Regions from separate parts of the Mus musculus genome. Here regions 1, 2, 3, 5 and 6 are each linked to region 4. A link is a contact called in public HiChIP or PLAC-seq and promoter capture Hi-C data. All regions are on one chromosome and are shown on one strand. Each heading gives the region's core, a stretch centred on a gene start, on an enhancer-like site or on the middle of the called end of the contact. The rest is flanking DNA. Distances are from core to core; before and after follow the strand shown. Region 1 has its middle 10 kb from the start of Gm40452. Region 2 has its middle 21 kb from the start of Arntl. Region 3 overlaps Arntl (aryl hydrocarbon receptor nuclear translocator-like). Region 4 holds the start of Parva (parvin, alpha). Region 5 holds the start of Arntl (aryl hydrocarbon receptor nuclear translocator-like). Region 6 holds the start of 4930543E12Rik (RIKEN cDNA 4930543E12 gene).

Region 1 (4,459 bases), core at 1,864-4,363, 610 kb before region 4:
GGAAGCTCTTAATTTTTCACAGATTGGTCAGTTTGTTTGATGGTTTGTTTTGTTGATGTTGTTGTTTCTTTTTTCTTTCACCTTAGGTTGTAGATAAAGCCAGTCTGTGTGAATACAGTAGAAAACAAATGAAAAGGATAACCTGGATATTAATGTATGTCTTAAACAATAAAGTGCTATCATTCTCTGCTCTAAAAAAAAAAATGTGTACCAAGATTGGAAATAATTAATTGCTCTAAAACTTTAGGAGTGAGGCTGGTGTGAAGCTGTAAATCCCATGGTTTCTGACATCCATCTTTCTCTCTCCCTCCTCTGCCATCCCTCCTCTGCCCTCCCTCCCCCTCCCCCTCTCCTTTCCTTCAGCCTCTTCCTTTTCCCCGTTTTTTTGGGGTACTGTGGGTTGAACCTAGGGCTTGCACAGGCACAATTTCTGTGAGGTGATGAGCTAAGGCTTCCCTGTGCTGTGCACCCTAAAGTGTATTTACATTGTTGTTTCTAAGTGAGCTGGGCTTGAGGTTGACCAAGGATGTCTTCCTGTGATCTTAAACATCTGAAATGATGACTTTGTACGATTTTCCTTTTTACTTTCAATTTTTATGAATTAAAATCGTTTTCAGGACAGCTGCCATGTATCATGGCCGAGGAAAACACTATGATGAGCAAGTATGTGTTGGAGAGACAGGAGAGAAAAGGAAGCAGAGTGGTTTGAGCTTTATAAAAAGAGGAGGAACTGGAGACTGGAGGATGGAGAGGAACAGCGGATGTGAGTAGCCTGCACTGCCACCTGAGGCCATGGTGAAATCCTGCCCTGGGCTGCTGCTGAGGGCCATGTCTGGGTGTGTTGCCCTGCAGCAGCACGGTCTGTGTTGATGTCTGTGGCTCAGGTTACCAGAGGCAACACGGACATCCCTGGTCTGAGCTGTTGTCTGGGGCCATGTTGATATCCAAGGGCTGAGCAGAACTGAGCCCACCCCTCGCCTGGGCAGCACAGGAGAGCTGGTCCTGAGGGTGTGAACATGTAAGAGCTGGCTGGGTGCAGAAGAGATGCTCCCCTCCCCTCCCTGGCCCTGCCTTTTGCTGCCTTTGGAAGGTGGGAGAGTTGGCCCTGCTGCTTGCTGGCTACAGCACTGGGGAGAGTGGACCAGCACTTGCCTGGACGGCACAGTAGAACTAAACCTGGTAGTGTAGGGTTGGGTGGTGTGGGCCAGGGTGAGCTGGCCCTGCCCCTCACCAGGGCAGTGCTGGAGAGCTAGCTGGCCCTGGTGACATGAGTGCCAGAGAGCTAGCCCCAATGGCCTGAGCATAGGTGAGCCAGTCCTGACCCTTGCAGGCTGCTGCAGGCAGGAGAACTGGCTTTGCCCCTCACCTGGGCAAAGCAGGAGAGCTGGCATTGGTGGCTGGGGCACAGGAAAGCTGGTGGGCTGACCAACTCAGCCATCACTCATGCTCAGGTCCAGGGCTTTGGTTTTGCACATCCCAACATATCCCCATCTCTGAACTGCTGGAGCATGTGACCAGCCGTCCTGCAGAACCAAAGCTGCAGGATTTTCATGACACAGGGCAGCAACAGGATATCTGAGAAGAGTCCTGGTGGAGATCCAGTATGGATGGTGTTGCAGAAGCCAGAGGCCTCCAACCAGACCCATGACTCATTGCAATGAACGTTTGCAAGGTAAAGCTGATGTGTTAGAATGGTGGTTCGAGTCTAAACAGCACACTAGGCCAAGGCAGTTCCAGGTGGGAGAGGTTTTATTGGAAGAGAGAGACAAGGTAGTGGCAGAAAGCGAAGATGGGGAGAGAGAGTGAGGAAGGGGCTTTCTCCTTATTTATATGGAAAATGACTTAACACAGGTAAAGGTGGGAGGTGAGCCAAGTGGATGCTGGGAATATGGTGCCTGTTGTCTTGGCAACTGATCTGCAGGTTGCAGGTTGTGCTGTCACCTATGTGATGTCATAGGTTTGGGATGTCCTGATGCCAACAAAAGCTGTCTGAATAAAAGGGCATAGCACACTACAGCTTCCACCATGAGATCTTCGTTGTTGTTTTGTTTGTTTCTTTAGTTTAGGGTTTTTGCTTTCTTTTCTTTTGGCCAGAGATTGCGAGGGCAGATATGAAGGGGCAGGGAGAAGAGTGGGGTTGGGGTGCATGGTGTGGAATTCACAGAGAATCAATAGAAAGTTTAAAAAACACAGTTTTCATTGCACCCCTATAGTTTTTATTCTGTATCTACTAAGATTGTACCGAGCTACAACAAGAAAGAAACTGACAGTCAGGTGTCATGGGGTAGAGTCTCTCCCCCACACCTGTCTTTCTGCTCTGTCACCTTTAGATGCACGCTTTCATCCACATCCTTGTAACTTTCGTGTGACAGATGGCTGCTGCCCACCAAGGCTCCAGCTCACATTAAGGGAAGAGACAAGAAAAGCAGCTTTCTTAGAAATCTGTCTTAGCAGAATGGTGTTGGCTTGCTGACCATGACCCTCCCCCACCCCCACCTCAATGCAAAAGACTCTGTGATGGGGAAAGCTGAGACAAGGGATGTCTCGATCTGACTTGTTTGTTGACTGTATGAAGCATTATTGGACCAGCCATGACACTCATGAGCATGTCACTCATGGCTGCTTCTGCTAGGACAGCAGGACTGAGCACCAGGGACGTGTGCACCCTATTCACTGTGTAGGATCTTTACAGAAAAACCTTGCAAATCCTTCAGCTAAGGGAGAAAGAAGGGCAAAGCAAAGATATTGGAAAACCACAAGGGAAAACTGTAAGAGAAAAATCGGATACAGTGCAGGCCTGTAATCCCTGAAGAAGAGGCCCTCCTCTGAGGAAGGCAAACTGATTAAATATCCACACTCCACAGTGAAAAGGGCAGAAGTTGGAAAAGCAAAGAAAAGCTAATGCCTTCCTGAAAGGTTCCAGGCCCTGCTGACAACCACCCGGAAGCTAGAAGGTCAGTGGTTTCCTCTTCTACTCCTTTTGTATTCCCCTATTGTTCTGTGCAATGGGGACAGACTGTAATCTCCTCTGGTTTCTCACATCCCTCCAGGGTTCTTCAGGAGGAGAGTCAGAGGCTGGGCTGCTGAAGAAAGCAGGCCTCCCTCCCTTGCCTTGCAAGTGAAACCAAGAGGAAATAGTTCTCAATGTGTCCTAGCAAGTGTGTTGTGGTGGCTGACCAGATGGCAGTGGCCTGGGGATGTGTACTACAATTTTTTTTGTCACAGGGGCTGCTACTATTCTAGGCTAGGTCCTCTGGAAGGGTCTGGGTCTTGACTTTGACCATGAAAGATGAGCCTTACCACCCTGACAAATGAATGCTGGTGACCACGCTTGACTTGAAGCAAAAGAAATCCATGTCTCAGGCAAACATGTTGTAATACTCTCCTGCTAGCCTCTTGACCCAGTTATATGGCATGATGCAAGAAAAGGACAAGCAGCCTTCGGCCACCAAGGAGCAGGACCCTTCCCCTTCTGTGGCTTCATAATTTACATTTCAGATGTTTGAGGTCATAGTTTTAGACTGGGGCTAACTTGGGAGACTGAGGGAAGAGGATATTAACCTTGGGTATAAAATAAAACTTTCTAAAACCAGGTTAATGTGGGGCTGGAGAGATGGCTCAGTGGTTAAGGACATTTGTTGCTCTTCCAGAGGACCCAAGTTCCATTCCCAGCATCCATATCAGACAGATTACAACTATCTGTAACTCCAGCTTAGGGGACCCAATACCTTTGGCCTACACAGGTATCTTCTCCCTCTCCTCTCCTCTCCTCTCCTCTCCTCTCCTCTCCTCTCCTCTCCTCTCCTCTCCTCTCCTCTCCTCTCCTCTCCTCTCCTCTCCTCTCCCTGTGTGTGTGTGTGTGTGTGTGTGTGTGTGTGTGTGTGAGAGAGAGAGAGAGAGAGAGAAAGAGAGAGGAGAGAACAAATGAAGCATAATAAAAAGTTGAGACCAACCATTGACTCATAGCTACAGGGAATCCGACTCCCTTGTGCCTGCCGAGGTGTGATTTCAAAAGTAAATCTTATAAAGGAATGTCTGGGAGCCTCATCCAAAGTCTGAATTGTGCGCTTCTGTGGAAGCATGAGTCACTGTCGCTGAGGTGGCTGATACTGACTGACAGTTCAATCTCGGGCTCTTGGTTACCTGGGAGACAAGCTTGTGGACTCCTGTAGGAGGGAGTGTTGACATTGGGTTAACTCAGGTGGGATAGCCCACCCTAAGTGTAAGTGACCTCATTCCCTCGCTGGGGTCCGGGGATGAATAAAGAAGATGAAGTAAGTGGACCACCAGCCAGCATCCCTCTCTGCTTCCTGAGTTCAGACACACTGGCCAGCTGCCTAACACTCCTGCCGTGGTAACTTCCCCGCCATGATAGAACCAGGATCCAAAGGAAAGACTTCCTTAAGGGTTTGTTGAGAAAAGCAGTTGATGTGGTTTTTGAGTGGGAGAGAAGTAGCCC
Region 2 (4,392 bases), core at 533-3,032, 760 kb before region 4:
TAGGGTTGAGGGGAATGGGGGCGGGGTGGGGGGGACAAATACACTAGTGACCAAGCAGATACAGTAGTTGGCACATCTGACTAATGCTGTGAAGCACAATCAAACCCAGCTGTGCTATTTTTCTCCTGATATTACCAAATACTTAAGAAAGCAGCTTAAGGGGAGAAGGAGTTCTTTTGCCTCCTGGTTTGAGACACAGCCCAATGTGGAAAGGAAGGCATAGCAGGATCACTATGAGGCCACCAGAGCCTGCTGCTGGGACTCCTTGCCTTCTCCCAACTCAGCAGGACAGGAAGCAGAGACAGGGTAGGAAGCAGGGCTGCACTATAAGCCCCAAGAACTTCTCTGCCTGTGGCTCACTTCCTCCAGCTAGGCCCCCATCTTCTAAAGCAGCACCATCAGCTGGGGATCAAGGGTTTAAGTTCATAAGGCTTTAGGGCAGTAGTTTGCAACCTATGGGTCATGACCCCTTTGTGTGTGTGTTGGGGGGCGTATCGAATGCCCCTTTCACAAGAGTTACCTAAGACCATTGGAAAGCACAGATATTTATATCACAATGTATAACATTAGCAAAATTACAGTTATGAAGTAGTAACAAAAGTAATTTTATGGTTGAGGGTCACCATAATATGAGGAACGGTATTAAAGGGTCACAGTGTTAGAGAAGTTGAGAACCCTTGTTTTAGGGGATATTTTACATCCAAACCAGAACAGGGGCCTTGTAGACAACATCAAAGGGACTTCCAGGGAGGGCTTCTGTGGGGAGGCAACCTTAAATAGAGACCTGTGGTGATTGGATAGAGCAGTGTGTGTGTGTGTGTGTGTGTGTGTGTGTGTGTGTGTGTGTGTGTGTGTCTGTGTGTGTCTGTGTGTGTCTGTGTGTGTCTGTGTGTGTCTGTGTGTGTGTGTGTAGGCCATGCAAAGCTATGCAGATGAGCAGGGCTTACTCAGTTGGTGGGAAAGTGGAGAAAGTGGAGGTTCCAGTAGAGAACCAGGCAGGGTAGGTGGTAAGGGGCCCAAAGAGCATGGGAGGAGTCTGACCTTCAGAAAGACTCAGTGAGCTCCACCTGTCCGTTTATTCTGCTCTTATAGAAAGTATAGAGAACCCAGAGATCTTGTCAGTGCTTTCTGGAGAACAGATTGGAGAGACACGTGAGAACCAAGTGAATTCACCATTGTCTGCCAGTATCTTCTTGATGGAATGCCTTCCTTATCAGGACCAGTATTCTTCCTTTTAGCCTAGATCACTCCACAGCACAGTTTTGAGGAATCTCGGGCATCAGTAAAAGGGCAGTGAGCGTCAACAACACATGGCAAGGCTTCCTAGGGACAGTGGTGAGTGGAGCTTATGATCACCTACACGCACCCCTCAGCCACTCTATTGTCAACTCTCTTTCACAGGCAAGGAAAGAGAAGTGAATGGACTTGCCCAAAGTCATGCAGCCTCCAGGAAGCAATCAGTAAATAAGGGGCTCACAAAGATTCCCAGTAAACCAACAGTAAGATTGCATCTTCCCCTCTGACCGTACCCATTGCAGAACATAAAAACTATACAAAATTATGTCGGATAGACGATGAACATTCCTCATTATTTGGCCCCTGGAGTTCATTGTAGTTTGTCACTGTAGTTTCTCAGGCCACGAAGCAGCTGGTCCTTTCTGAAGTTCACTCAGAATCAGGGCAGATGGGGTCACTTTCTTCTATCACACTCCCTCCAGGAAGTCGGTGCTGGCTACAAAGGGAGCCACACCCATCGGGAGTGGACACATCATCACTGCTCAGTAAGCAGGGGGTAAAACCCCACCCCTGCTGACAATAATAAACCCAGTAGGAGGAGGGCCAACCCCCTTCCCAACAACTCAGCAAAAGAAACAGATCTGGTTGTTCTGCCCCTCGGGTGTCACGGCTCAGAGTGTCATCGGATGGGCTCAGAGGCTCAGCCCATCCCAGCAAAATGATATACAGGTGTCCTTTTATAATTCCAAAGAAAAATAGAGGAGGCACTAATGTTTTGCTAAACCCTATAGCACAAAAGGTGGCTTTCCAGGCCAGCTAGGCCACCCTCACTGTCAAAACTCATTAGCCTTCTGGGTGAACTAGCTTGTCTTTTTTTAGGACCGGAAATCAAAAGGGAAGGCTCCCCTCCTATTCCAGGCGTGCCGGAGGAATTACTCATGCCCCTTAACCTATGACTCACACAGGAGTCTAGGAGAGTGTTTCCAAAACAGGCCAACAATTAGAAAAACAAAGCAACTGATATGTGACAGATAGTTGCCCCATCTGGGTGGGTGGAGTGGGGTCAGTACCTAGGTGGGATGCGCTTTCCCAGAGCAGCCACTGGGCAGCAGACAACAGTGGGCAGAAATTGGGACAGTCTCTGGAAGTAGAGATCCATGCTTGTTTTCAGAGTTGTGAGGGGTTCAAATTCACTGACTTTGTGAGTGACTTGAAATTATGGCATCTTTCTCTCCAAAAGTCTCAAGGGACCAGCGTGCCATCTCAACGTGCTGTCTGGCTATCTGCAGGTTCTGGCTGTTCCTCTGAATGGCAGAGGCTTTCCCAAACTGAAATATTAAGTCAGTGAGAAAGCACAGCTTAGGAAATAGCTCAGTTGGGAGTGGATAGTCTCCGGGGCAGGTGAGAGGTCGGCTTTTTTGTGGCTTCTCTGGGAAGGACTCTGAAGCCAAGTCTTAGCTCTGTCTCAGCTGAAGGCTTCTCCTTGGCAGGGCTTGGGGGTGTGCAAGGGCATCATCAGGTCATGGCCTCACTACCCAGAGTCTCATCCCTGGAGATAGGGCAGGTCCACGGGGTAGTGGGGGATGAGCAGTGATGGATGGCTCTGCTTTCTCTGCTGCACTGATCTAAAGTCAATGATATAAGAGACCAGGTTGGGGGCTAACGGGGAAGATCTGGACGAAGATCTACAGAGGGTCTCAAACAAGAGTTTTGCCTAGCTTCTGCTATTTCACCCAGCAGCAGAAGGCTCTTCTGAAACCCAGATATGCTCACCTCTCTCCTCTCAGAGTCCTTTAAATTAAGGTACACACCCTCCCTTGAGAAAACCCAGTGGTATTTCCAGGCCAGGCTGTCCTACAGTCCTTGACACTGATAGACTCTCAGCCTCATTGCCAGCCATGCCCTGGACCTCTAACCACATGGTCCAGCTGCTTCCTGGAAGCATTGGTGGTTTCAGGCTCTGTATCTTTCCTTCACACTGTCCCTTCAACCTGCAGTGACACTCTGTGGACCTAGAACACTGCTCTCCTGCTCAGGCAGGGTCAGCTTCTTTGGCACTTTCCACTGGTCACTGGGTTCATGGCTCCCTGGCTGAGCTCTGCCAGCCTTTCTGACAGCCATACTTGCCTTGTACAGGACTAGTTTGTACGATCAGTTCTCAGGGTTGGGGGGCTTGAAATTCCCCAGGAAGGAGCTGCAATTATTCCATCTTGGACTTTGGAAAAGCTTACAGCATTGAATGGCATGGGGGAGGGTCTTCTTTGTTCTGTTCAGAGTGGATAAAAGTTTTAGGGAATTGTGACATGGTGGTCTGGGTGTGGTCCTCCTTGTACATGCCAGTGTGGCTTTCCATGTGCATCACAAAGATTTACTCAATTTTAAGAGGATAACAGTTTCAAGGTGCATCAATATCTGCATTTAAACTCAGAATAGAGTCTCTCTCTCTCTCTCTCTCTCTCTCTCTCTCTCTCTCTCTCTCAGTTTAGGGTAGTATTAAGTTTGTAATAATGTTAAGTACAAGTTACAGCAAGCCCACTAGTTAGCAGCTGTGTACAGGAGGTGGCCCCCAGGCCCCCTGCAGGACTAGGTGATCTATAGAGAGCCTTTAAGGGCAATTTTGAGTAGCATTCTGGAAAACGACTATACTCTTTTTAGCCCTGTACCGTGCTCCTCTCCCTGCCCTGAAAGTCTCTGTCCTTCCCTGTAACTCCTCATCAGATTGGTGCTAGGTGTCCTCCAAGCTGCAATGTAGACACTGCCTGGACAAGCCTCCCCGGGTGCATATCTCAGCTCTGGAAGAGCGGTCTTCAACACCCTCACCAATGATTTAACATAAGTTACCACTCTTGTCTGCCTCTCCCATTGCCCTGAAAACAATGGAAGGACTAGGACTCACCTGGGGTTTGTTCTGCACTGTGAAGTTTAAATTTTACTTTTTAAAATTATGTATGTGTGTGCATGTGTGTTTGAGCACACACGCATGCCATCAGAGGGTGGAAGGGGACATCTGATCTCTTAGAACGAGAGTTACATGTGGTTGTGAGTCACCCAAATGAAACCCGGGTCCTCTGCAAGAGCAGTATGTACTCCTAACCACAAATCTTGTGTGTACAAAAACGGGTGTTCCTGTGTATGACACAGTGCACATGCGGAAGT
Region 3 (4,474 bases), core at 1,769-4,268, 830 kb before region 4:
ACTCTTTTATTGAGACAGGGCCTTACTATGTTTACGTGGCCCAGGCTGTCCTTGAACTTGTGATGGCCTGCCTTTGCTTTCCAAGTGCTAGGACTGACCACACCCAACATTCGCACAAATATTTCCCACATCTTTCACTCTCTTAAAACAGAATCTGTCCCCAGCACTCAGGAGGCAGAGGCAGGCGGATTTCTGAGTTCGAGGCCAGCCTGGTCTACAAAGTGAGTGCCAGGACAGCCAGGGCTATACAGAGAAACCCTGTCTCGAAAAACAAACAAACAAACACCAGAATCTGTCAATAATATAACTAGGAGAAACTTATTTATAGTCAGTAATACTCCCTGTCTGTAATACAAGTGAAAAATGAATTAAAGTTGGTTAACAGAACACCCAAGTTAATATGTAAACACATCTATACACGGGACATTATCAATGCACTGCATAATGAGACACGGGAACTTTTTATAAATCACCTCTACTCATACATTTGGCAGTGGTCGTCTTGAAAATTCGGTATAAATTAAAAACATGCAGAAATGATTCACTTTTGTGTAGCATGAAGTCCGGCTCCAGGCTCAGATCACAGACAGGGATGCTCACCACACATTCAGCAGCTGTGTGGATGGACAATCCGGCCTTCTGGAAGGATTATCCTTCCCACAGATGGCCTTGTCTGCTCACAGCACCTACCAAGCCACCCATGCATTTCCCAAATGCCCTCCAGGGGGCGTGTCACCCACTCAGAGCTTCATACTACAGCCCTCCTTTTTTCAACTGACAGGAAAGGCCTAGAAATTCAGATATTTATCCAAAGCCAAACAGAAAAATCAGTAGCTGACAGGATTTGAAGAGAAGGAGGAAGAGGAAGGGCTCGTGGAGGAAGAAGGAAGTCACCAAGCAAATATTTACTCTAGAGGCACCAGACACTGTGGCAGGCATTTTCCATAGTACGCAGCTTTCTGCTGCAGGTAGCGAGCGCCCTGTCCACCTCATCCTTTCAGGTGACGACACAGCATTTCAGGGAGGTGACTCCTCTCTCTCCCCTGGAATCCACTGTGGGGACTGTCAAGCAGATCTTACCCAGCCCTTAGGCACCGCTTCAAGCTGTTTCCTCTGCAGATCTCAGGGCCCTCATAGGCTGATGTCTCTATAAACCTGACTGGAACACACGGAAAACAGCTCACCAAGAGAAAGATGGCCTGGTCCTGTCCTGTCAAGCTCCCTTCGAAGCTTTTGCCTACACTTGGGGCAGGGCCTGAGTAGACGAGACACTGCAGGAAATGCACACTGAACTCCTGCCTCCCACATTAAGGAACTTACGGGATTGGTGGCCATTGAATCCCCTTGCCTGGACATAGCCAGGTTGCTCTGAGAAGACTGAACACTGTGTTAGAGGTTTGTAGACACTGTTCTCTGTTGTCCAACGTTAGACACGAAGGCTGTGAGTAGCCACTTTAACAAGAGGCCCCCTGTCTGTCCCACACAACCCATATCTGTCACCTTGACCTAATCCCATCACCTCAGGAGTCTTGTGAGACCTGGCTGAGCCAGGATGACCCCACCGCTGCTGACAGCAGAGGCCTCGGTCCTTGCAGCCTTTCTATCAAAACAAACTCTGAAGAGGTTTCAGGGAAAAGGGCTCAATTCTGGCTCCTGACAAATGACTTCTTGCAAAAGAAGTCAAGCAAGGCTATCCCAAGGCTACTTATGGACTTATTTTTAGCATGATAGACGGAAGACTGTAGGTTACTGGAGCACCAGAGCTCATAGCATAGGCTCGGAAGTCACTGCCAGGGGCCCAACTCCAACTCTGAACCCGTCCGTGCACCTCCATTCCTCCCTAGTGAAATGAGGCTCCTGGCAGTGTGTACTCAAGTACAAGAGCCTGAGGAAGATGCTTAGAACACTGAACACACAAGGCAAGTGCACACTTGCTTACCACCTCCTTGTTACTATCAGACTGACTGCAAGTCACCTGAAGAATGGCTAGAGGTCTGTACCCACATACAGGCACATATATGAAATATGTATATATGTGTGTGTGTGTGTGTGTGTGTGTGTGTATTTGTTTTTGTTTTTTTTCCCCTCCAAAGGGATCAGAAAGATGGCTCAGAGTGCTGTCATGGTTTGAATATGCTTGGCCCAGGGAGTGGCACTATTTGGAGATGTAGCCTTGTTGGGTAGGTGTGTCACTATGGGAGTGGGCTTTGAGCCCCTCAAGTCAGTCTTCTACTAGCAGCCTTTAGATGAAGATGTAGAACTCTCAGCTCCTCCTGCACCGGGCCTGCCTGGATGCTGCCATGCTCCCACCATGATGATCATGGACTCAACCTCTGAATCTGTAAGCCAGCCCCAATGAAATGCTGTCCTTAGAAGAGTTGCCTTGGTCATGGTGTCTCTTCAACACAGAGGTAAGACCTTAACTAAGGCAAGTGCAAACTGCTGTTTTGCAAAGGACCCAAGTTTGGTTCCCAGTACCCACATTGGATGACTTGCAGTTACCTCTAACTCCAGCTCCTGAGGATCTAATACCTTCTGTCTGCTGCTGGCATCTGTGCTCACATGCTCATAACCACACAGAGATACACACATATGCACATAAGATAACTCCTAAAGGAATGGTTGGAGAGACACATAAGAATAGAGAAGAAGAGACTAGGAGCTGTGTTTTCCTGCTTGTGAAGTGGAGCCATGCCAGGCCTACAGATCTTTGTTCTGTGTGGCTACAAGGGGCAAAAGTAGGTCAAGGAGGGAACACTGGCAAGCAGACTGGAGGTCAGAAGAAAGAAGAAACTTCTACATGCCAACGGTGTCCGGAAGAGGGAATGGATGTCTGGTGGCTAGGTGCCTGAGGCCATAAGATGGCCCATCATGTGCCATATAGGCAGGCTTGCCTGTACCAGTCCGAGGCCAGGGAAAGTGACCTCGGATGCCCCTTCCACTGAAGCACCTATTGCTTCAATAAACTGTGAAAGTACTGATGGCAAGGGTGTGGCTGGGAGGCCTAAGGAAAGCGGGGTGGACTTTGGACTGGCAGTGGCACACACAGCCCTCCCTCGGGCTTTCACTTTCTGCAGTCACAGCACCAGTGACCAGCTACGGTTCAAAGAACCAAACACATTTCCTAAATAACCACTGGGGTGCTGGGGTAGCATCAGAGTGAGGCCTGGGCTAGGACATCATCCTGTTGACTTTCTACTTGGGGGACTTCAAGTCAGCTTCATTTACTGGGCTGATGGTGGAGGGGGCTCAAGTACAAAGCAGAGGGCCAGCCTATCTCACATGCTCTGATGGGCCCTGGAAGCCAGGACCCTGACTTCACTTACAGCATCCTCTCTACAAAGGATCCAGGGTTCTTCACCTTCTGCTTTTCCCCACTGCTTCACCACACAACCACAGACACATGCCCTAGGTCTTACCAGTGGGTACCTTCTGGGCCCACGTGCACAAAGCAAGTTCCTACGACAGAGACAGAGAAAAGACCAGGAGCAAGGGGGAGGGTGGTGGAGAAGAGAGTACTACTCCAACAGTGGGTATCTAGGGAGCACTGCTGCCTTTATAAACCATAAAACTAAAAATAAATTTAGAACTAGGGACTATTTGCCAACAAATGTTGTTTGTATTGAAACAAAACAATTCAAGAAAAAAATTATATTTCCTGAACTATAGCTAGTGGACCATTTTCCAAGTATTTCCTGTACTCGTTTCTGGTCATTCACATAGTCTCAGCTCAGTCACTTGAGAGTGGCTGTGGGTGTCAGACAGGGAGAGAGAAAAAGACGGCACAGAAACAACTCTGGGGACACCCAGGTACTCCGTTTGCCTCTAGCAACATCTGGTGACATTAGGAGGATCTCTGGCTAGGCTGGCTAAAATTCCACTAAGTGAGACTGTACTTAGTAAGCTAGGCTGCTGGATCTGCCCACAGCTGGATCTGCCCAAGCCCTGGCAGGGCAGTTCAAGCCTCTCCATTCCTCTATCCTTTACTTCATTCGACTGTAACCAAATCCCACAGTTTTGGTTACAACTTCCCCCATTCACCAAGAACCATTCCTCACCTCATTGTTCTTCTCCTACCAGCTTCACTTAGGCCTTTACCTCTTCCTCTAAGGTCTAAGGAGGCAGGTTGGCCTGCCTCCTTCCTCTAAGACAATGGCCTCCAGCATTGTCCACTAATAGTCTCTTAATAGTCACCTCCTTCGGAAAGGTCTCTGGTGGGCCCCTGCCCCTCTCAGCCTCAGGGCAAGAAAGAGACACAGGTTTCACACACCAAGTCCAGTTCACTGGCATTAGTGACCAGAAAGAATTAACCTCTGCTGAGGTGGGGTTGGCAGGACTCATGCTACCCACCAGCTGTCTAACAAAAAGGCACTCTGTGGGACCCAGGGTGCCTGGTCCTGGCTATGCACCAGTTGTTGGCTCTCGTCTATAGCCCTATGCAATTCCCTCAGGCATCCCTAGAGTCTCAGGGTCC
Region 4 (4,197 bases), core at 1,419-3,918:
CACGTCCTAGGCGAAATATAACTCTCCTAAAAGAGGGACGGGTTTCGTTTTCTCTCTCTCTTGCTTCTTACACTCCTGCTCCTGAAGATGTAAGCAATAAAGTTTTGCCGCAGAAGATTCTGGTTTGTTGCGTCTTTCCTGGCCGGTCGTGAGAACGCGTCTAATAACAGGTCAACGTCACATCAGACTCCAAGAAAGTAGTGGACACACACTGGTAAACTTTGGACCAATAAAAACGTTTCTCAAAGGTGCTAGCAGTGGGATGGGCACTGCAGGCCAGTTATGAGCTTCAGTAATTCTAAACTGCCATCTGTCAGATGGATGAGCCCATACCAGAAACACAAGCTAGAAAAAGGACTTCCAAGCTAGGATCTCATGATCATTTGCCCACACTACAACAATTAATGGTTTACCAGCACACCTGCCCACTATTTTTGCGTCTGTGGTATCAGAGACCTATGGCCAACTGTGGTTGCAAAATACTGAATGAAAAAAATTTCAGAAATAATTCCTAAGTTGCACACCATTCTGATTAGCATGATGAGATTTTGCTTCACTCCAAACCTTCCTTCATTCCTGGGATAGGAATCCTATGGATACACATTGTATACGCAGCCTTGGTAACTTAGTAGCCATCTTTGTTATTGGCTCAAGTATCAGCCTGACTGTCTCAGCACTGCAATGCCTGTAATACTAAGTACTATCTGTTGTTATTATTACCATTATTGTGTGTGCATGATGCATGTATGTGGGTATTCTGGCACAGGTCAGAGGTCAACTTTGTGGAGTCAGCTCTTTTCTTCTACCTTACATAGGATCTAAATCCCCAGTCTGGAGTGGCACGTGCCTTTACCCACTTAGCCATCTCAGCCATGTTAACCTCTTACTGTGCCTAACATACAGGTTAAACTTTACCATATACATGTCCAGGGAAAAGCACACTATATCAGGCTCAGAAGAGCTCATAGTATTGGCCATTCGATGAGCATCCTGGAGTCATTCTGTTAGAAATAAGGGGGGACTAGGTACAACAACCACTTGGGGGTGAGGTGATTTTTAGATTCATGCCACAATCTAGACAACAGACACTTAGCTCATGCACTGAGTTTGCTAATTAAACACCAAAGTGCTTTCCATACTTCAGGAGACTAAGAACATGAGACATTTCCTAGTTCATCACCTCAGACCTACTAAAGTAAACTCCTGAAATGATCTGGAGACTTGGGCTAGAAACACCGTGTCGGTAAAACACTTGCTTAACATCAGAGTCCCTAAGATCAACCCCCAGTACCACAGAAAAGAACAATCAATTAACACCAAGCTGGGCAGGCCTGTAATCCCAAATACTTTGGAAGCCGAGGCAGGAGGACCACAAAGTTCTGCCTGGGCTACACAAGACTAAGCACAAGGCTAAAGAGTCTCAAAAGAGAAAGAATAAGACCGCGGTGCTCACGCAGTAGACCTAAGGCCCTCTAAATCCAATCCCAGCCATGCCAAAGAGGAAAACATTTTAAACCCCTTTTTATTCACACACCTATCGCCACATTGATTTTTAGAATCATCACTGCATTTCCTACGCCCAAATGTGAGTTGTAAATTCTGCCTACGGGGGAAAAAGTACTTTCCACAGAAACTATTCTGGAAACAAAAAATGAGATTGCTGCAATTCACTGTGGTGGGAAAAAGAAATCTTTTCTTTTTCTTTAAATAAAACTTGGAATGGAATGTCCAGGTTCACAGCAGGGTCACAGTCCTTAGGTGTAGTGAGTTTATCTCACCATTCCTCAATCCCCCCCCCCCCAACTTCGGCACGTTCTTCTCTCAGTCAGTCAACTAACATTTTATACAGATCATCAAAGTCCACACAAGTCCAGGGAGCCCGCGAGAGATCCAAGGAGGCCATTGCAGCTGCAGCAAAAGACCTGAAGGCGCCCAGGAAACGACGGCGCAACAGACCAATGAAGGCTGAGAGCGGGGAATGACGGCGCCCGAGAAAACTTTCCAGCAGAAACTTGGCAAATGCCAGTCCTCGGGCGCGCAGAGGGCGGGGACAGCGGCCTAGGGGAGAGCACAGGGGACCGGCTGGGCCTGGGCTCTGGGACAACAGCCACCCAAAGCCTGGGCTCCGCCTGTGGACCAGAGATGACACCGACCCGGTTAGGGCTTTGGAGGCGACATGGGGACACTGAGAGGCGCGCCCAGGCACTGCCAGGGGGGTCTCCCACTTCCAGGCTCCCGATCCCTGCAGCGCCCACGGCCTCGGCTGTTCCTACCTTCTTTGGCTTTCTTCCTCCGGGCCAGCGTCCCTCCGAGTTTCCCCAAGAACGAGTCATCCTTCTTGCGGGACGGAGGCGACTTGGGAGTGGGTGATTTGGGGACCAAGGGCGACTTCTGTGGGGATGTGGCCATGGCGGCTGGACGCGGAGCTGGAGCTGGGCGGCCGCGGCGGGCGGCGGCGGGACTGAGGCTGCGGCTTTCCAAACGGAAGCGGAATTATTCCAGGCATTTGAGGCAGCTCGCTCGCCTTTCCCGTCCCTCGCTCCCTCCCTCGCGCCGCCCTCCGCCCTGCGAGGAGCTGCTGCGCCTGGGGCCCCCGTGCCCAGGGCTGCCCTGGCTACGAGGATGCCCTGGCTTGCCGCTTGCTGGGGGCTATAGACGCAGGGGCAAGTGCATGCTAGGGGGACGTGAGGTCTTATCTGGAGCTTGGAAGCCTTCACTTCTCTGCTTTGCATACACACACACACACACACACACACACACACACACACACACACACGCGTCAGAATCCGCAGGGAATCAGCCCTGTGACCCTATTTCCCAGCTGCTGCGGTCTCTTGCTCTACCTCCTGCATGGATGGGTTCCTATACTGTTAGTACTTTTGTCTCACAAAGAAGTCAAGGATCTAAAATGGGCTCTGGTCCCAACAGACTTCCCGTTCAACTTCTGCATGAATCTGCGGACTTCCACCTTCTCCTGTCCACACTCAAACAAAGCTGGAAGTCCACGACGGCAGACGCTCATCTATCTAGCCAAGAGCAATAGAATTAGTTCCAGACTCTCTTGACCTGACGCTGGAGTCACACCAGGCAGTTTTAAAGATTCATGCTGGAGATGTTTAGGAGTCCTGCGTACTTTTACTGTGCTTCTTCGTCCTAAGTTGTGGCTTGACCATCTCTTTCCCATTCTTTCAGGATACCTTGGTCATACACCAGCGGGAAGAGTTACATAACTGTTTCCACAGCTCTTTCCGTGATGGGGCATAAACAAATATCTATGTCTCCTTCCCAGAGCACCACCACCAAATTACCTTTTCCCTGAAATCAAGCTTGGGATCCAATGAGTTTATCAGACTTACAGAGCCTGGGGAAGGAGTCACCTACAGGAATGTGGGCGGGCCCCAAAGCAGCTGCACTACTGCAAATTTCTACCCCAGGGCGGATGACTTCCCCTAACTGTCTAAATGGAATCCCCTTCAGCTAATCTTCAACAGACTACTACTCTAACACCTCCAGTGACCACGTGGAATTAGGACAGAATGACCTAGTAGGGTTACAAGAGGGAGTGGCCAGAATTGAGATGAAAATTCAGTGACTGTCCCTGCTCCATCCTTCTATAAGGGAACATCAATAAACAGGGTCGGTCTCTAGGTCAGGAGTCGAGTGGGAAGGGAGGTCGCAAGTTCTCACATCTGCTTAGATGAAGATGGTGGCTGTCTTGCTCTGAGGAGGGCTTTCCACATGTACACTACACACACTGATGGAATCTGACTGAACCTCTGACTCAGAGGGAGCAAGATTTTGAACTGAGCTGGAGAAATCGGTCCAGCAGTTGGGCACTAGGTTGTGATCTAGTGCCCAGCTAGGCAGCAGTGTCTGTTCTCAGCCAGAGGCACGTGTTGATGAGTGACATGCATGTTGGTGATGAGAATGTGTGTCTTAACTTCCTTCCTATTGTTCTGATAAATCCCAGAACCGGAAGCAACCTAGAGAGGAGAGGGTTTATTTTACCTGTAAGGTAGCAGTCCATCACGGAGGGAAGTCAAGGCAGGAGTCTGGAGGCAGAAATCGGAAGCAGAGACCATGGAGAAATACTGCTTACTGCCTTGCCTCTCCTGGATTCCTCAGTTTGCTTTATTATACAACACAGGACCACCTGCCCAGGGGTGGCACCATGCATAGTGAGCTGGGCCCTTCCAT
Region 5 (4,409 bases), core at 654-3,153, 780 kb before region 4:
ATTTCTAACCCTTCTAAATATGTTCAACAACCCATTTTAAAAGACTTAGCAATAATATAAACCCAGGAACAAAGAATAAACTTAAGGATTACATTTTGTATTTAAAAATATATCTATATATATATTGGAACTTCACTGGTATGGGAATCAAATTTAACAGCAGCGAACCATCCTCCCCTCTTTCTTGCAAGCACAGGGAGCCTGAGATTATTCAAAACTGCTCAAGAGCAGCAATGATTATTTTAAGCTCATGATTCAACTAGTACATTAATTAGAAAATCCACCAACCCAAATTGACAGATCCTGGTATCAATGGGAACTTAAGAATAAAAATAATAGTTGTTAAGTAAAAATAGATTGAAAGAGGGCACAGCAGCAAATGTGAAAAGGAAAAATGACAAGCAAGAGCAGTAGGAAAAAAAGCATTTAATGATCAGTTTTCCTGGACATAAAAACAAAACCCACAACGAAGATCTTGGCAATACTGGTACTGTCAAAAAGTAATTGGTCGTGATTACAGTCTCTGATTTTTGGAAGTTAGGTGAGAAAACTTGATTAATGATTTCTTACTTTAAAAGTAGCAACTTAAGACAGGAGAGGAGCCAGATCTCAAGGGGTCAGAGGGTCAAAACTAGGCTAAATGTAGGGAAAGGACTGGAGAAGGTGCACCCCGAACAGGTAAGGGGCGATCATGTCAGCTTGGCCAGCGCAACTCTGACAGACACACACACCGGTGTCCAACGCACTCATTTCCGAACACAACCCGCTACGCGACCCCGGGGATGGCTTCCATGTGCGCCCCGAGTCTGCCTAAAATTCTATCTTTGACTTCTCCCTGCAAACCCGAGCACCCCAAGCTGTCTACACTGGGGTAATCTCCAGTGGAAACCTTCCTCTTCCCCGATTATCTGTCAAACCCGCATCGGAGTGAAGCCTCTGCTGCGCACTCCTTGGGTCTCTGACGCCTACCGGGCACAGGGCACAGTCCCCACGCCATCGGGTACCTACTCCCAGACCCAACGGGGAAGACACATCCTCCAGGACCACCCAGGTACCGGACAGCGCAGGCCCGACGGCTGTCCGTGGGCCTGGTCCAAGCCAGCCAGGGGATTCCCGGGGTCCGCGCCAGCCCCAAGACAGGCCATAGGGACGTACCAGTACGGACTCCCCGACTTGACGGAGACGCCCTCCCCGCCCCCACCCGGCTCCCGAGGGAGAAGTGTAGAAGGGTTGACCAGGCAAGCGCCGCATAGCATCGTTCTGCCCGCGTCCCGGCCATCTCCTCGGGGATCCAGAAGCTCCCGGGGATGTATCCCGGAGCTCTTCCCAGGTTCGGGTCATTGCTGCCACCCGGTACTGCTGTCTCTTTAAGAGGCCGCTGGCCGCCCCCTCCCGAGCCAGGTGGTGATGCCCGCGCGGGGAAGGTGGGCGCACCCGCTGACAGCGTCCCAGGGTCCCCCCAGTCCTCCCCCGCCCGCTGTGCAGCCCAGGCGGGGAAGATGGGGGTGCGCGGGAGCGGCGCCTTTAAGGGGCGCAGCCTCCCCGAGGCTAGGTGGGGGCTGGGAGCCGCACGGGCCCTTTAAGGCCGGCAGCGGGCACGTCGGGCAGGGCTCCCGGCGGCCCGGCTGCGCCGCGGGCGGGGGCGGTGCGCCCGCCCGGGAACTCGCGACCCCCGACGGGACGCCCCGAGACGGCTGCTGCCCGCAGCCATGCCGACACTCACCGTGGCTCGCTGCGAGCGCCCGCGCCCGCACCCGCACTCGGATCCCGCGGCGGCGGCGGCGGCAAGTCCGGCGCGGGTAAACAGGCACCTCCGTCCCTGACCTACTTTCTGCCTTCCCTAAATGTCGCACCACTAACCTACTTTCCGACCAATCCGCTCCCCGCCGGCCCAGGCCCGGCCCCCCGCCCACCAATCGCTGTGCCCAACCCCCCTTCCCCGCCCACCAATGGAGGAGCCGCGCAGCCCGGATACCTGCCTCTTCCCGTTAGCCAATCAGAGAGAGCGAACGGAGTTGTCTTGGCGGACAACCCAAACCAATTCGCGTTCTGCTCTGCGTTAGGCTAGCCAATCGAGTGACCGATAGGAAAGCCTCTGACCAATGGCAAGACGGCAGGGCTGGTTTACCTGCTACTTTCCCTTCACCAATCATTTGGCGCACAGAAGCACACGCCCCGAGGAGTGGACCAATTGGCACGCTCTGTGGATTTCTTGCCCCAGCCCTCGGTTTTCCCCCTCAGGTCTAAAGCTCGCTGAGGCCACTGCGTTGCGGACTCTGCGAGCTCGCCGTTGTCCCCTGCTCCTCAGCCGCGTCCCTGGCTAGTGACTGCCTCTCAGCTCTCCCTCCTCCTCCGTCCCCTTCCTGGCTCGCAGAACACTGAGAAAACGCCGCATCTCTTCGCCCATCCCTCTCCAGCTCCATCTAGGAAACCACATTTTAGGAACACAGAGTGACAGAACCTTCCTGAAACCCCTGGCTTGTCCTAGTCGGAACCACAGCGCTAATAGCTAGCGCATTTAGAAGACTTTTCCTTCCGACGACTAACCGGATCGCGCGTTCTTTTTTTTTTTTTTTTTTTTTTTCTCTTGACCTCCAAGCGTCCAGTGGAGCTGTCATTCCCGATCGGAAGAGAAGTCTCCCGGGGGTGGTGGCGTAGTCTGTAATTCCAACCCTCAAGAAGCTGAGGCAGGGGCATAATCGCGAGTACTGAGCTAGCCGGGGCCACAGGGTGAGACCTGAGCAAGATTCTATTACATGTTATGGACATGGCCCTAGCAAATGTACTTTGCAAAAGTATCAAAGGAGCGGGAAAGAAAGAAAAGTTGCAAAGTTGTTTGTTTGGGTGGTTAGTTGTTCTGTTGTAGCCCTAGCTATCCTGGAACTCCTGTAGATCATCAAGCTGGCTTTGAATCCAATTCACAGAGATCCGCCTGCTTTTGCCTCCCGAGGCACCACCTGCTCAGAGATTTATTTATTTATTTTTAAAGAAAGAGACAGAGAGAGGGGAGGAAGAGGAGGGAGGGAGAAATAGAGAGAGAGGGGGAGAGGGAAAGAAGTTGTCTTGTTTCTACCTTCAAACAACTGGCAAACCTTCTAAATGTTAAACTTCCTGATAGCAAGGCCACTTCGTCCTTTTTGAACCATGTGTGCTCCCTCCCCTTTAGCATGTGCTGGAGGGGCCTGGGTGGGGTGTTGGGGATAGGGCTGACACCCAGAAAGTACTCTGCAAATGTGGGCTGGATCCATGAACAAATGGGATCAAAACACTCGACTCACTTATGTGAAGTGGACCAGCTCGTGTGACTATAGAATGAATTCTAGACAGGCAGGTTCCTGGGACACAAGGCAGCATTTCAATGCTTATAAAGCCATGACCCATGTCCAGCCCTTTGCAAGGCACACAGCCTTGGTTGAAATGTGAATTGGCTTCAAGACCAAAGAACTTCATGGGTAACTTCCCACTTCCCCTGAGTTTCAAAGCAGATTTATTCTTTCTCTGTCCTGTTCTGTGAAGGAATCTCTCTGTGTAGATGGAACTTTAATACAGCATTAGAAAAGATATTACTTACAAGATGGAAATGTGGGCTGGATGCTGACCTAATTAAATGGACTAATAGCTAGCTAAGTACCAGTAACCTGAAGATGCTGGCTGATGCATCCCACAATATCTCTCTACCGTGTTGTGTGCCGGGCATGTGCTAAAAGCTTTCCCTCCTTTTTTTTCAACCCCTGTATCCTGACAACCACCCTGTGCAGAAAGCAGTTCTTACCCCATTCTACAAATAAAGTGTCAGTCATGTTCTAAATGTGGCTTCCACGCTAAAGGCTCACATCAGGCCAGTTACCAAAAAATGGTGCAAGGCTCTCAACTAGGCCCAGACTCAGGATTTTTACCCATGTCCTGAAAGAAAAACTAGGAACTTTGCATTCATTTTCCAGGTAACAGAAAGCCAACAGAGGAAGAGATACTACTTAACACCAGCCAAATTTGATAGGGAACAATGGGCTCCTTAATAGGGTCCCATCTTGGGAAGCCTGCTGTTCTTAGACAGGGTAGGGCAGAGGTGTCTGAACAGATGCATAAAAGAACAAGATGGGAGCCCTAAGTCACACACAACTCAGTCTCAGTCCACAGAGATTTGTGGCTGCCCAGAGAAAGAATGCTGTCTCCGGACAACCACTGAAAGTCTAAGAGAAAGCAACATGGGCTGTCTTGATCAGTACCCACATGGAGTTGCCTGTGACTGAGACTTGGCAAAGAAAAATTATCACTGTGCACAAGGAGAGAGATCAGGATGTAATGAGACTAGAAACTATGCCACATGAGGAAAGATGAAAGGAAACAGAAGTTTTTGCCCCGGGGAGTACAAGGTAGCTTTCTTCACATATTTGAAGAGCTGTCAAATA
Region 6 (3,985 bases), core at 1,256-3,755, 710 kb before region 4:
CAGCTGAAAAAAAAAAAAGTTTCTATCAGATTACCCTGCAGGTAAGTCTGTGTGGAATTTTCTTGACTAATGATTAACGTGGAAGTGTCCAGGACACTGTATGAAATGCCACTCCTGGGCAGGAGACTCTGAGTTATGTGAGAACGTGGGCTGAGCAAGCCATGGAGAGCAAGGCAGTAAGCAGCATTTCTCCATGGCCTCTGCTTCGCTTCCTGCCTTCAAGTTCCGGCTCACATTCCTGCCCTGACTTCCTTGGACTATGATGTGGAAGTATAAGGCAAATAAACCTTGCCTTCCCAAGTCGCTTTTGGCCGTGGACTGAATCACAGCAACAGGAAACCAACGGAGACAGCCACCATGCCTGGCTTATGAGTTTATGGGAATGGATCCCCAGCTTCGTGCATGTTAGGCAAGCAGTCTTACAACCGAGCAACATCTCAAGCCTCGGATGATGATCCCTCTTCCTAAGTGATCCTGGCTTGGCAAAGGGTGGAGGGGACACAACCAACAACAACTTGGAACTGAGTCCTGGGCTAGCCTCTGCTCCTTTGATCATTTTTAAGGATACCCATTGTCACTGGTGGGATTGAGAGCTCTGGTGCTCCATGAGAAAAGTGTGGTTTCAGAGGGAGCATAGATGGACTGGAGAGGGTGAGAGCAAAGGGTGGAAGGCAGAGGCTAGGGTCACATCCTGGGGCAGAGGACAGAGCATCTGCCCGGAGACACCTGAGAATGACATTCTCCACTTTGCTGGTTCCCCTACATCCTTCTCTCTGTGAATGGCCTAAGAAATTTAGGTCATGTGCGCCACCTGCTGCCCAGATTGTGAACGTCATGCCAACATCCCGACTTGTTTGGGCAGTTTCCACCCAGCTTCTTCTCTAACCAACTCTCCCTTAGAGCATGCTTGCCCAACACGAGTGGATATGAACCCACGGCAGCTAGGGTGACTTCGGCTTGTTCCATCAAGGTTTCAACCTCTCATTTTAATGAATGTCCTAGGGAGGCTGGGGAGACCCTGGAGTAAGCAATAAAAAGATGATTCTGCAACCCCAGAGCTCTTAGTCTACTTGGGAGGCTGAGTGTGAAACACATAAGCAACTGATTAAAGTGTCAACATTGTGATAGAGACAACAAGGACTTGGAGAGTATCGTGAGGCCCACTGCTGTATGCTAGCGAGGTAATGGTGTTTATCTGGCCCTGGCTGGCTTTTCAGGTGGGTGGAATGGAATACACAACATTTGAGGATATTTAAGCATTTATCACCTCTTCTGGAAGCAACAAGAAGTGACTGTTTATACTCTGAGACAAGTCCTCCCAGGCATTTTGAGATGTGTTTGTAGGTACATCTTTGGAAAGGGTGTGTCTGTCTGCCATTTGCCTTCATTTGCTACACATCTTATTTTAGAGACCCCCTTGTCTGTTGTTGAATGAAGAGCTACCTTTTTAACCCTACAGAGTGTTACTTTAATTTCAAATGCTGGCCATTTTGTTTTCTAGTATCTTGCTGTTACAAATGGCATGACCTCTTCACAGGGCCTTGAGGGACTACAGGGAACAATCAGTAGCAGGTAATATTCAGTGGCCCCAATTCCTAAGTGCTGAGGATGTGACACAGTTGGTATAGGATGTGCAGGACCTGGGTTCTATCCTCGGCACAGCATTAAACTGAGGTTGGTGATACATGCTTAGACTCCCAGCCCTCAGGAGGTGGAAGCAGGAAGATCAGAAGTTTAAGGTCATACGGCTACCTAGCAAACCTGAAGCCAGCTCCGGCTACATGGGGACTTGTCTCAAAAAACAAAACAAAACAAAAAACAAAACAAAACAAGAATAGCAATCACTGGACAAATGACTCCTCTCAAACTGCACAGCATCCCATTGGTCCCACTGCTTGATGTGCTGTTGTCCCCTCTTCAATGGCCTCTTGGGTTCATATTCAGTTTTCAGCTTGAAAACATTTTCATGTATTTCCATATCAAAGATTCCTAGAGATAAAGTTGATTGGCCGAACAGCATCTACATTTGAATTATAACTGACACATTTGATGATCCTCCCAGGAGACACTATCAAAGAGGCTACAGGAAGGAGACCATAACAAAGAGATGGCACCAAAGTGACTGACACTCCTGCAGCTCAGTCTTCAGAAAGTAATCTGCCTTTGACCTTGGTCTGTCTTTGACATTGGTTTGCTTTGTGCTTAGTCCACACGTGCGATTTTTCTCTCCCAACAACAGCGACCCAGAATAAGTGGAATGAGCTGCTCTTTACAGCAGTCCTCTGAGACCAACGTTGTTCCTACCTTTGTTTCACAAATAACAATACAATCCCCAAGGCTAATCAAAGTGCAGGGGAGCTCGGTTTTTATCTGCTGTGTCCCAGGTAGTCAGAACCCAAGCTAGAACTTGGGCCTCTGGGATCGCTGAATTCATCCTACTACTCTGTTGCCAGGCAACCTTTCTTGCTTTTGACTCTTGTACCAATGCTACTTGTTGCCATGGCAGTGCTGGGACAAGGAGCAGTAAGTTGTAATTAAGCGGCAAGCTAGGAGAAAGGGGCTTTTATGTCCTTGTGTGGGGGTGGACAGGAGAAAAAGCTCCTGGCACTGCAGTCAAGGTGCAAAGAGGGACACGGGAAAGAGCAGGTTGGTGGCTGGGGCAGGTGCTCGTCATAACCATCACTGAAAACTGTGTGTGCTGGTGAGTTTTTGTCACCTTGACACGCACTAGCATCACCTGAGAAGAGGGAACTTCAGTTGAGGGATTGCCTCTATCACATTGACATGTCTGTGGGTATTTTCATGATTAACTATTGATGTGGGAGGGCCCAGCCCACTGTGGGCAGTACCACCTCTTGGCAAATGGTCCTAGGTTGTGTAAGAAAGGAAACAGAGAAAGACGCAGGGAAACCAGTAGGCAGCGTTTCTCTGTCTTCTTTGCTTTACCTCCTGCCTCCAGGTTCCTACCTTGAGTTCCTGCCCTGACTTCCCTCAGTGATGAACTGTGACCCATAAGCCAAATAATCCCTTTCCCCTCCCTACGTTGCTTTTAGTCAGTGTTTTGTCACAGCCACAAACCAGAAAGGAGAATACCGTGTTTTCCCAGGGATGCTGTCCTTGCCCACATCTTGTCTTGTCAAGGATGGGTGTTCAAGGCTGGGAGGTGGCTCAGTGAGGAGAGTGTGACACACATGCAAGAGAACCTGGATTCAGATCCCAGAATCCATCTCAAAGCTGCGTGTGGTACATATCTACAATCCCAGCACTGGGGGGTTAAGGGTGGAATCAGTCAATTTCAGAGTTAATTGGCCAGCCAATCTAGCTGGATCTGTGAGTGTCAAATTCAATAGAAGACTGTTTTAAAAAAAGAAGATGGAAATCTAGGTGTGGTGGTTAGTGCCTATAAGCCAACCTGTGGGAGACAGAAACAGCAGGATCAGTCTGGGTTCTATGAGACCCTGTCTTCAAGACCCAAAATGGTGGGGCTGGAGAGATGGCTTTGAAGATAAGAATTCTTCCTTATCTTGCAGAGAACCTGGGTTCAATTTCTAGTACCTACATCCATCCAGAACTGCAGCTCTAACTCCAAGGATCTGACTCCCTCGTCTCTTCTCCCAGGGCATCAGGTATGCAAGCAAAACACTCATAGACATAAAAAAACTCTTTAAAAAAAAAACATATGTTAAACCTCCAAAGCACTGATGATCAATCAAGTGGAGAACAATTAAAGATATTTGTCATTGACCTCTGACCTCCCCAAGAATGTAAACACAGGTGTACATGCAACTGAACACACAGTATATACCCCATAGGAACATCACAGGAACACGTGCATAGATCACATGTATACAAAAGATCAGCACCCAATTTTGGTGGGCCTGTCTTCTATTGAACCCAGAACAAACAGGGTAACATTGCTACAGCACCCTTCTGGCTTAGACAGACCTAAGCTCCACGTCAGCTTTTATTGGTTTGTGCTTTTTCT

Evidence for each region. Promoter capture Hi-C pulls out the DNA fragments that hold promoters and counts their contacts. HiChIP or PLAC-seq counts read pairs in DNA pulled down with a chosen protein or histone mark.
Region 1: a contact with region 4 is called in a promoter capture Hi-C map of embryonic stem cells, with 2.6 times the contacts expected there. The contact joins the enhancer-like site here to the promoter of Parva in region 4. A contact is called at or near these places in 3 of 39 promoter capture datasets (cranial neural crest, embryonic stem cells and hippocampal neurons), 4 of 115 datasets of contacts at active chromatin or transcription factors (embryonic forebrain and embryonic stem cells) and 1 of 9 other capture datasets (embryonic stem cells).
Region 2: a promoter capture Hi-C map of embryonic stem cells shows a contact between it and region 4, with 3 times the contacts expected there. The contact joins the enhancer-like site here to the promoter of Parva in region 4. A contact is called at or near these places in 4 of 39 promoter capture datasets (cranial neural crest, embryonic stem cells and hippocampal neurons), 6 of 115 datasets of contacts at active chromatin or transcription factors (embryonic stem cells, epiblast stem cells, extraembryonic endoderm stem cells and 2 more) and 1 of 9 other capture datasets (embryonic stem cells).
Region 3: a contact with region 4 is called in a FOXA1 HiChIP or PLAC-seq map of pancreatic cancer cells. The contact joins the enhancer-like site here to the promoter of Parva in region 4. A contact is called at or near these places in 5 of 39 promoter capture datasets (cranial neural crest, embryonic stem cells, hippocampal neurons and 1 more), 8 of 115 datasets of contacts at active chromatin or transcription factors (cardiomyocytes, embryonic stem cells, extraembryonic endoderm stem cells and 3 more) and 1 of 9 other capture datasets (embryonic stem cells).
Region 5: an H3K27ac HiChIP or PLAC-seq map of stem cell-derived neural progenitor cells shows a contact between it and region 4, with 3 times the contacts expected there. The contact joins the promoter of Arntl here to the promoter of Parva in region 4. A contact is called at or near these places in 5 of 39 promoter capture datasets (cranial neural crest, embryonic stem cells, hippocampal neurons and 1 more), 7 of 115 datasets of contacts at active chromatin or transcription factors (astrocytes, embryonic stem cells, forebrain and 1 more) and 1 of 9 other capture datasets (embryonic stem cells).
Region 6: a contact with region 4 is called in an H3K27ac HiChIP or PLAC-seq map of cardiomyocytes, with 8 times the contacts expected there. The contact joins the promoter of 4930543E12Rik here to the promoter of Parva in region 4. A contact is called at or near these places in 9 of 39 promoter capture datasets (the 3T3-L1 cell line, cranial neural crest, frontonasal cranial neural crest and 4 more), 9 of 115 datasets of contacts at active chromatin or transcription factors (cardiomyocytes, embryonic midbrain, embryonic stem cells and 4 more) and 1 of 9 other capture datasets (embryonic stem cells).

What each region holds. Positions count from the first base shown.
Region 1 is chr7:113,038,040-113,042,498 of GRCm38.p6, reverse strand. No RefSeq gene overlaps it. Among named protein-coding and RNA genes, the nearest start is that of Gm40452, 10 kb to the left of the region's middle. Within about 2 kb of position 3,113, at least 43 of the 459 cell types and tissues checked have an H3K27ac peak or open chromatin away from gene starts, as enhancers often do. A contact at or near this core is called in embryonic stem cells, where this site is marked.
Region 2 is chr7:113,183,996-113,188,387 of GRCm38.p6, reverse strand. It overlaps a transcript of Arntl not described here. Among named protein-coding and RNA genes, the nearest start is that of Arntl, 21 kb to the left of the region's middle. Within about 2 kb of position 1,782, at least 109 of the 459 cell types and tissues checked have an H3K27ac peak or open chromatin away from gene starts, as enhancers often do. A contact at or near this core is called in embryonic stem cells, extraembryonic endoderm stem cells, pancreatic cancer cells and 1 more, where this site is marked.
Region 3 is chr7:113,252,490-113,256,963 of GRCm38.p6, reverse strand. All of the region lies in intron 2 of Arntl (aryl hydrocarbon receptor nuclear translocator-like), which reads right to left. All of the region lies in intron 2 of Gm33721 (a long non-coding RNA gene), which reads left to right. Among named protein-coding and RNA genes, the nearest start is that of Gm33721, 7.0 kb to the left of the region's middle. Within about 2 kb of position 3,018, at least 22 of the 459 cell types and tissues checked have an H3K27ac peak or open chromatin away from gene starts, as enhancers often do. A contact at or near this core is called in pancreatic cancer cells, where this site is marked.
Region 4 is chr7:112,426,177-112,430,373 of GRCm38.p6, reverse strand. It overlaps Parva (parvin, alpha), which reads right to left and starts at 2,668. Exons shown (of 13, transcript NM_020606.5): 1 at 2,274-2,668. The coding sequence starts at 2,409.
Region 5 is chr7:113,204,959-113,209,367 of GRCm38.p6, reverse strand. Arntl (aryl hydrocarbon receptor nuclear translocator-like) reads right to left here and starts at 1,903. Exons shown (of 20, transcript NM_007489.4): 1 at 1,724-1,903.
Region 6 is chr7:113,140,535-113,144,519 of GRCm38.p6, reverse strand. It overlaps 4930543E12Rik (RIKEN cDNA 4930543E12 gene), which reads left to right and starts at 2,505. Exons shown (of 6, transcript NR_045978.1): 1 at 2,505-2,701; 2 at 3,531-3,626.